Linked DNA regions of Ovis aries: region 1 is linked to region 2. The links are chromatin contacts, called in public Hi-C maps. All regions are on one chromosome and are shown on one strand. The core of a region is the stretch at or near the end of the contact, and the rest is flanking DNA. Distances in the headings are between cores, read along the strand shown.

Region 1 (4,312 bases), core at 53-2,552, 140 kb after region 2:
CCAAACATTCTTGGCTTAGGCAGGAATAAAGCAGTTAACGAACACATCTTCTTTAAAGCACATCTTCTAAAGACACACACACTAAAAAACTTCTCAATAAAGAAGGAATTAATGGATACTTCTTTGATATCCATATTATACACACAGACATCTCTGTATCGTGCAACACAGTAGATGTTCAACAATTCATTGCTTCATTTAATTACTGTGCTGCCTGGAAGATAAAAATTCAGCACTTAAACTTAGATAAAGATCTCTCTTTAGTTTATAGCTTGTTTGGTTTTCATTACTTGGCCCTACTTCAATTTAGCAGGGGCTTTGTCTTATTAGTCCTGTTCTCTTAGAGCCTGCTGTACCTGGCATACTAGGCATTTAGTAAGAATTTTAACTGTATGGCTGTATGGAAATTGAGTGATTACTGAGTAGTACAAAGAAACAAGGGCTCAACAACAGATCAGGTAAAACAGCAATAGGGTCAGAGTATCATTTTCTGGTCTGCAGGCATCTCAGGTGTTCGCACTGTTAGTTTATGGACTCAAAACTTTTTAAGGAGTTAACTTCAGCGGATTACTGCTCATTGAATCCTATTTTTTAAATTACACACGCACACACAACAAAAACCCAAAACAAAAACCCACCCTAGCTGCTAACACAACAAAGGTGTCGGCAGTTTAAGCTCAGGGATTGACAGTCTGAACCCTACGGTCTCTCAGGGCCAATATGTACTGATGGCTTGCTAAATTTACACTATAAATTTATATACTTTATAAAAATTTAAACTATCCTTTGTGTGGCATAGCAATTCCACAGCGATCACCTTCTTTGATCCTGAGAGCCCAGTGAAGTCATCCTTTCAGTTATCCGATACATTTTGTGCCCCACGCCCTCCCCAAAAGCTGATGTTCTAACTTTGATCAGGCTTGACAAAGGGGACAACTGAGCGCTGTAAAGTGCTGCTTTCAAACGCGACCCGTCAGGACACGCACCAAACGATCTTGCCCCGCCGCTGATTTTAAATGCAAAGTAACGGAACGTAAGCACCCAGGAAGCCACAGTTCCACACAAGCTGACGAAGAGGCGGAGAAAGGACGCTGGGCAAGCAGACCCGGGCCGGGCCAGGGGACGTAACACCAAGCAGGCGGACCTTCCTCGGCGAAACTCCGCCCCTCCTCGTCGCTGATTGGCGGAAGGGCAGGGGGAGGCCCCGCGCGCGGCTCAGGCTCTCGGGCTCTGCGCGCGCCCCGCCCGCTGGTGGGTGTGTCCGGGCAGCGGGGACGCGCGCGCTCGATCGCGTCCGGGACCGGAAAGGAGGCGGGGCCGCGGTGGCGCGCGTCCCCGGAACGCGCGGCACAGGCGGCGCGGATCGTCGGGAGCCGGTCCGCTGCCGGAACGGGGTCCCGGCTGTGCCTGTGCCGCGGTGCGTTCTCGGGGCGTCGGCCGAGATGAACACGGTGCTGTCGCGGGCGAACTCGCTGTTCGCCTTTTCGCTGAGCGTGATGGCGGCGCTCACGTTCGGCTGCTTCATCACCACCGCCTTCAAAGACAGGAGCGTCCCGGTGCGGCTGCACGTCTCGCGGATCATGCTGTGAGTGCGGCCGACGCCGGGGGGCGGGGATGGGCGGGCAGGGCGTCGCGGCGTCGGCCGGGCTGCGGGGCCCCCTCACGAGCAGCCGGCGCCCCCGGGCGGGCGGGTCGACCCCCGGCGCCCCCCTGCGCCGCGTCTTCGCCGCGCCTTCGCGGGCTCGCTCTTCAGTTTTTCTGTGGAGCGTTGCTCCGGTCGGCGTCCGCCCTCCCTTCCGGTTCCTCACTTCCGCGCCCGCGCGCGGCCAATGAGGGAGCCCCACGACAGCGCGGCGCGCCCTCCCCGCACCCCCAACCGGCGCGGGGTCCGCGCCGCTCGACCCCCGAACCCTCACTCCCCGGGGTCGGCTTGTTCCTGCCGCCGCCGAAGGTGCCTGCCGACTGGGCCGGAGGGGTGAGGGTGCCTGAGGAGGACGCCACACCCCGGCGCTGAGCGACGGCGTGCTTTGAATTTAAACATTTTTGAAGGGCCAAGCCGCTTGAATACACTCTGCAAATATGCCCCCAAGTAGAGTTTAAAACGACATGGTCCTTCCGCGAATGTCCATTACCGGGACTACTACTTCGATTCGTAGCTTTTTTTTTTTTTTTTTTCTTTTCTCCTCCCTGGTTCTCCTATCCTTCTCTATGCCATCTTTCAACAAGTGCTTTCTCGTCTTCACCCTTCGTTTTATTTCTTAAGTCCGAAACCCGGACCAGCTGGTCATCTGATAGCTATCCCCCCACTATTTTTTTTTTCCTGCCTATGTTGACGTTTTTTAGTAAATGGGTTTTTTTTACATGAAGATAGACCCTGGCTGAAACTCCCGAGTCTGTTCTGCTCTGGAAGAGTTTAGAAAAGCCTGGCTCATGGTAAATCCTGAACTGTTAGCTCCTGTGTATCTGGAGCTAGCTTCTTACCTTCCTTGGTGTTCATTTGCTTTTTTCTGAAGTGGAAGTAACACCCAACCCATAGGCATGTTGTGAGCATTGAGATGATTGTCAAAAATACATAGTGGACCTGACAGACACATAGTAATCGCTCAATAAATAGCAATTATTCATTTTGTCTTGGTTTCCTTATAGTCGTCTGTAATTTCTTCTTCCAGATCACTTGACATAAAATCTTTCACATTCTTTGAGCACTTTTTATCTCCCTCTGGGTTTTGTTAGGGATTCTTTTAAGTTAAATGGAAATAGCTGAAGACCTGCTTTAATAGTGAATTAGAATGTTTGTTGATACACAAATTTCTCTGATTTTTACTTGTTTGTGGGGTACAGCTAGACCGTCTTTCACTTATGTAAGGAACTTTGTGAATTTTGTATGCTGTTAAGTTTGAAGGATGGTGAAACTTAACTATTTTTTGCTTCTAGAAAAAATGTAGAAGACTTCACTGGACCTAGAGAAAGAAGTGATTTGGGATTCATTACATTTGATATAACTGCTGATATCCTTTTGAAAAAATATACTTCGTTGCTTGTATAATGATATACATATTGTTCAGTGACTTGGGGGGCAGTAAATGTTTACCCACTGTTATCAATCAAACCTTGGAAATTTCTGTGCTTGTGTTTTCATCAGTATAATCGTGCTAATGTCCCCTCATTCATACCTTGAGAAAACTTGTTTATAGATTCATGAGTTAAATCTAAAGCTACAAGAGTTTGAGTATGGATTTCAGAAAGAAAATAAAGTTAGATCATTTAGCTTAAAGGAGGAAGAATGTTAACAGTACTCAGCCTACCTAGATGCAGTGTTTCATGTACAGTGCCAAAGAATATGTCAGTATTTTGTGATAGCAGAGAGAAGCATATGTTAAAAAAAAGTGAATTGCATGTGCTGTGGTTCAGAAGGTCATTATCAGATGATTATTAGTAAAAATGCTAGCATTCTGCCTTATAGTTCTTTTATAAGTACTTACATAGTAAGAGAAATCTTAATGAAAACAATTACTTAAAGTGGAGGTGATTTCAGTATTTTCTTTTTATTTTGAATTTCCACCTTTTGACTCCTTTTTGGCCAGTTTAATCTTCTTTTAGGGGCTTAGATTACTATTTTGGCAATATTCTTCCCAGTCACTTCTAGGAAGTCACTTGCCTTTTTAGGACCCCAGGATTAAAACTGAATATGGAGATTGAACTGTCTGAATTCGTGTAAAGCAGCTCTCTTCCCGGATTGTGTACCTGGGAAGTTTACCTGACATGCCCCTTTACTACCCTGGAATTACTTTTAATTTCATTAAAAAAAAAAATTGTGGGGTTTAGAAGTAGACTAGTAATTAATTCTTTAGGCACTTTTTTTTTTTTGAAGGAAATAGAATACACCATCAGAAAAGTCCTGTGGCAGACTTCTGCTATTAAGTCTTCATATCTTTTTTTTTTTTTTTTTAATCTAAGCTAGTGAGGGAGTTTGGATCTAGTGTAAAAGTAGGAATTTTGTGTATTGGGCAATTACAGTGAAACTGCCTGATATTTCAACTATTTTATTTATTTATTCCCAGCCTCATCATTTGTAGTTTAGATTCTCTTAACATGGCTGCTGAAAGTTGAAATTGTACCTGTCCATATAAAGAGATATCCAAGACATCAATTGTAAAATAGTGATTCTTAGTGGACACATATGCAAGAGAGAAATGTCATGAACCTGTTCCTCTTAGCATGTAAATGGATATAATGAAATGACTCACTTAATGTATGGTGCTGAATAAAATCCAGACGTTAACTCAGCTCGTTTCTTAGTGCCACTGCGCGT
Region 2 (4,214 bases), core at 1,357-3,856:
GTAAAAAGATGTTTTCCTTAGAAATTAGGTTATACTATTTCTTTGGGTTCTGGATCTAATTATACCTATGATTGTTTAAACCTCTCTTTCAAGACTTACAAACAAAATCACAGGAAAGGGAGAAGAGTACTGAATAGGGTGTCTGGGATCATGATATGAGTTCTGCTACTATTAATAATATAGCTGTAGGATCTTGACAAATTCTGGAATTTTTCAGGCCCCAAAACCTTTATCTTTAAATTGTGAGTGCACAATCAGATAATTTCTCATGTCTCATTTGGTTTCTGATTTTTAAATGGAGAGCTGAAACAATTATGAACAAATTATTTAGATGTAAAAGATATTTTTATTCAACCAATGGACCAAGCTAGACATCGTGATTTTTGACAAATTTTCCTTTTGTTATTGTTGACACTGTGGCAAGCAAATATCCATCGTAAGTGAAAATGACAGTGTGTTTTCCCAGAAACGTTTCTTTCCACCTCCCCTCTTTAGCATTCTTACTTTCATGGTCTTAATTCAGGCCATCAGTATCTTTTTCTTAATTCATCATGCTTTTCATTTCTCTGCACCCTTGCTGCTGCTGCTGCTGTCGCTTCAGTCGTGTCCGACTCTGTGCGACCCCACAGACAGCAGCCCACCAGGCTCCCCCGTCCCTGGGATTCTCCAGGCAAGAACACTGGAGTGGGTTGCCATTTTCTTCTCCAATGCAGGAAAGTGAAAAGTGACAGAGAAGTCGCTCAGTTGTCTCACCCAGGCTCCTCCGCCCATGGGATTTTCCAGGCAAGAGTATTGGAGTGGGTTGCCATTGCCTTCTCCCTCTGCGGCCTTACGTACCCTCATTTCGAAGGTAACTTTTCTAAAGGAAAAGCTTTGGTTTTAAAGGTTAAAGTCTAACCTAATTAGGTTGTTCAATGTTTTCTCAATTTGGTTTTCCAATTTTCTCAGTTTAATCTTTTACCAATTTCTCTCTCCCCTTGTATCTTTACATGTCTACCTTCACCTTCTCCAGAGAATGCAAACAAGCCAAAATTAGTTAAATCAATCACACATTTACCCCTTTTGTTTTTAGCCATGCTGTTCTCTATTTGGTTCTTAAATTCCAGTCCAAAATATTACTTATTGAGAGTTTCTCTGAAAACAATGAAAAAAACTTTCTCCTTCCCTCATCTGTAATTATCTCACAGAACTTTTACATAACCCTATTTTAGGACTTAACATATCAAATGTACTTAGGCATTGTCCTCTATTTTCTCTGGTAGAGTATGTGCTTATTTATTTATTTATCCATCCATCGAGCCAATATTTATTGAAGATCTGCTATTTGTTAGAATGAAGGGAACAGACCTGTAAGAACTGATTCTAGCTTTTAAAAAGCATGTCTATGTGGAGAGGTAACTTTTAAGCCAATTTTAATTTGCAAAATAGAATGTTCAGGGCCGTGGTAGGTAATAGACTATGCAGAATACTTTGGAAGAAAAAAGTTTATGGCATAAGAGGATCAGGATTAAGTCTAGGGAATGAATGTCCCTGGTTAGTTGGTTGGTTGGAGTAAACCATTAATTTATTAACTATTCAGAGTCTGACATATAGTGAAAGCTCAATAAGTGTTATTAAACACACTTCATTCCGAGTATCTGAAGGCTTATTTTCTCCTGTGTGTTTGATGAAGGCTACTGGCAATGAAGAGATTTCAGAGACATGAAGAAGAAAATGTGAATGACAGTACCATTTCCATTCAACCAGGTTCCACCAGGAAAATGTCAGTTTGCACACTTTGAGGGGAGCTCCATTCAACCAGATTCCACCAGGAAAATGTTAGTTTGCACACTTTGAGGGGAGCTAAATTAATTACACACAAACCCACTAACAGTAACAAATAGCTTTCGTAGGGGTACTGCACAGAGCTTCTTGAGCCCAATCAGACGGTAACGAAGTGCCCAAGAGACAGTATTCTGTATTCACATTCCAGGTGATGGGTTCAACTTATCTGAAGGAGGCTCAGCTCAAGGAAGCCCACACTCCTCAAGGAGCTGAGGTGACTTACGGCATACTTGACTCATTTTCCTAGAAGGTGAAGGATCCATATGTATTATGTGAAGACTCTATGTGTGTTAGGAGAAGGCAATGGCAACCCACTCCAGTACTCTTGACTGGAAAATCCCATGGATGGAGGAGCCTGGTGGGCTGCAGTCCATGGGGTCGCAAAGAGTCGGACACGACTGAGGGACTTCATTTTCACTTTTCACTTTCATGCCTTGGAGAAGAAAATGGCAACCCACTCCAGTGTTCTTGCCTGGAGAATCCCAGGGACATGGGAGCCTGGTGGGCTGCCGTCCATGCGGTCGCACAGAGTCGGACGCGACTGAAGCGACTTAGCAGCAGCAGCAGCTATGTGTGTTGGATGGTGAGAACGCCGGTGGCTCACTGCTTCTTCCCCCACTTTCAGCCTCACCAAACTCCGGGAATCCAGTCTTCAGAGCAGACTCTGGGTTGCCAGGTAACCACCTCCGGGAGCCTGGTCTCCGGGCGCAACAGCCCCCGGCCCTCCAATCAGCGGTCGGCGTGCGGGTCACGTGGGGCCCGGCCCGCGGCGCCCGCCTCCCGGGCCCTCGGAGCCCGCCGCTCACGAGAGGAGGGCGCGGCGGGGCGGGTCCGGGTGCCGCGTTCGCTCAGCCGCCGGGTGGGCTTCGGCACCTTGCACCGTCTGTCCCCTCCGTGGTCGCCGCCTCCGCCAGGTAAGCAGCGGCGGGCCGCCGGGCGAGGGGCCCGGGAGGGCGCGGGCTGCAGGGGAATGGCCGTCGGACCGCGCGTGGCGTCGTGGGAGGGTCGCGGGGCCGTGCGCGCGCCCTGCGGGGCTTCGCGCGCGTTGATGTCCCGGGAGTCGGCGCCGCACACCTGGTTACCAAGCGGTGCCGCGGCGACCAGCCGTGAATCCCCTGAACAGCCCTGGAGTGTCACCTACCACCCTGCCGAGGCTCGTTGTCTCGATTTCATGTTTTAAGCTGGTTCAATCTGTGTGCGTCTAGCTCCAGATTGGAACTCTTATTGCTGTGTCCGCGGGCACTTGTGTAAGCGCCTGTCTTCATATACAGGTTGTACCAAGAAGTCTTTGAGTTGGAAGGAAATGTGTTCTAGAAAAATAGCATTGAATGTCAGAGGCATAGAGTGTCTTAAGTAGATCATAAGATATAATCTCCTGTTTTTTAGAAATTAATTTCTGAAGTTCTTTTACTGTATTAAAAATATAGTTTATACATATATAAACTTTCTTTACTATGTTAATTAAAATCAATTGATTTGAATGAAGTTTAGTGATAACTTGGGTCATGTATCAAAAATAAATCACACATGGATTGTAACTTCCATATATGCACATCTGTATAGATACATATTTATTTAAAAGTCTCCAACAGTGGTTTAAAGAGAGAGATTACATTTCTAAGTCTGTCAGTGTATAATTCTTGCAGAAGTACCCTGCAGAAAAACTCATCGTTCTTTTAAAATAATTATTACTGTACTTAAAACTTTTGTTATCTACTAGTCACATAATAATTTTATATATCAGAAAGACACAGATTAATTTAATTTAGAAAATAATATTTTTAAATTCCTCTGCTCTCAGTAGATGGACTACTAGGGCTAAAGTGTGTTTGTTGTTTTCTGTGCTCTACCTTGAAACCCTTAGCCTGTAAGGATGAGCCACAGCAGTTTTTATATTACTCAGAAAAGAGTAGGAACAGTTTTATTTATTCATTTTTGTTTGTGTCTTTTGCCCAAATAGATACTAGAAGTCCAACACGAGTGATGAGATTGTCACTATTAGTAAAATATGCGCAAATTCTCAAGACTACCTGATTTTACTTGCCTAAATGCTATAGTGAAGACTAAAATGAAATTCAGTTTCGAAAGATTCACATTTTTTTTCCGGTATTCCAGAATTTATTTGAAGTCAGACCTAATAAACAAAAAAGGTAACAGTTTACCAGATTGCTGAATGTTTACCCAGCCATTCATGGCAATGGTGTGTATACAAACATGGCTGCTACGCTATGCAGTTCCTGAATTATCTCTGCTTATATTTTGTATATCTATTCCATTTAGCAGATTGACATATTAAGGTGAAGTCATGTATGTTGTTTCTAGTGTTTCTTCAGGAACAGAGATCTTACTGAGAATATTTTAATCCATGGAAATCCTATGAGGAGATCGAG

What was found. A called contact is a pair of places that touch in the nucleus more often than the background predicts.
Region 1: a Hi-C map of tail adipose tissue shows a contact between it and region 2, with 3 times the contacts expected there. The contact joins the promoter of SPCS3 here to the promoter of WDR17 in region 2. A contact is called at or near these places in 2 of 16 Hi-C or Micro-C datasets (both in tail adipose tissue).

What each region holds. Positions count from the first base shown.
Region 1 is chr26:6,980,048-6,984,359 of ARS-UI_Ramb_v3.0, forward strand. It overlaps SPCS3 (signal peptidase complex subunit 3), which reads left to right and starts at 1,303. Exons shown (of 5, transcript XM_015104550.4): 1 at 1,303-1,585; 2 at 2,935-3,008. The coding sequence starts at 1,443.
Region 2 is chr26:6,840,749-6,844,962 of ARS-UI_Ramb_v3.0, forward strand. It overlaps WDR17 (WD repeat domain 17), which reads left to right and starts at 2,607. Exons shown (of 29, transcript XM_060406956.1): 1 at 2,607-2,738.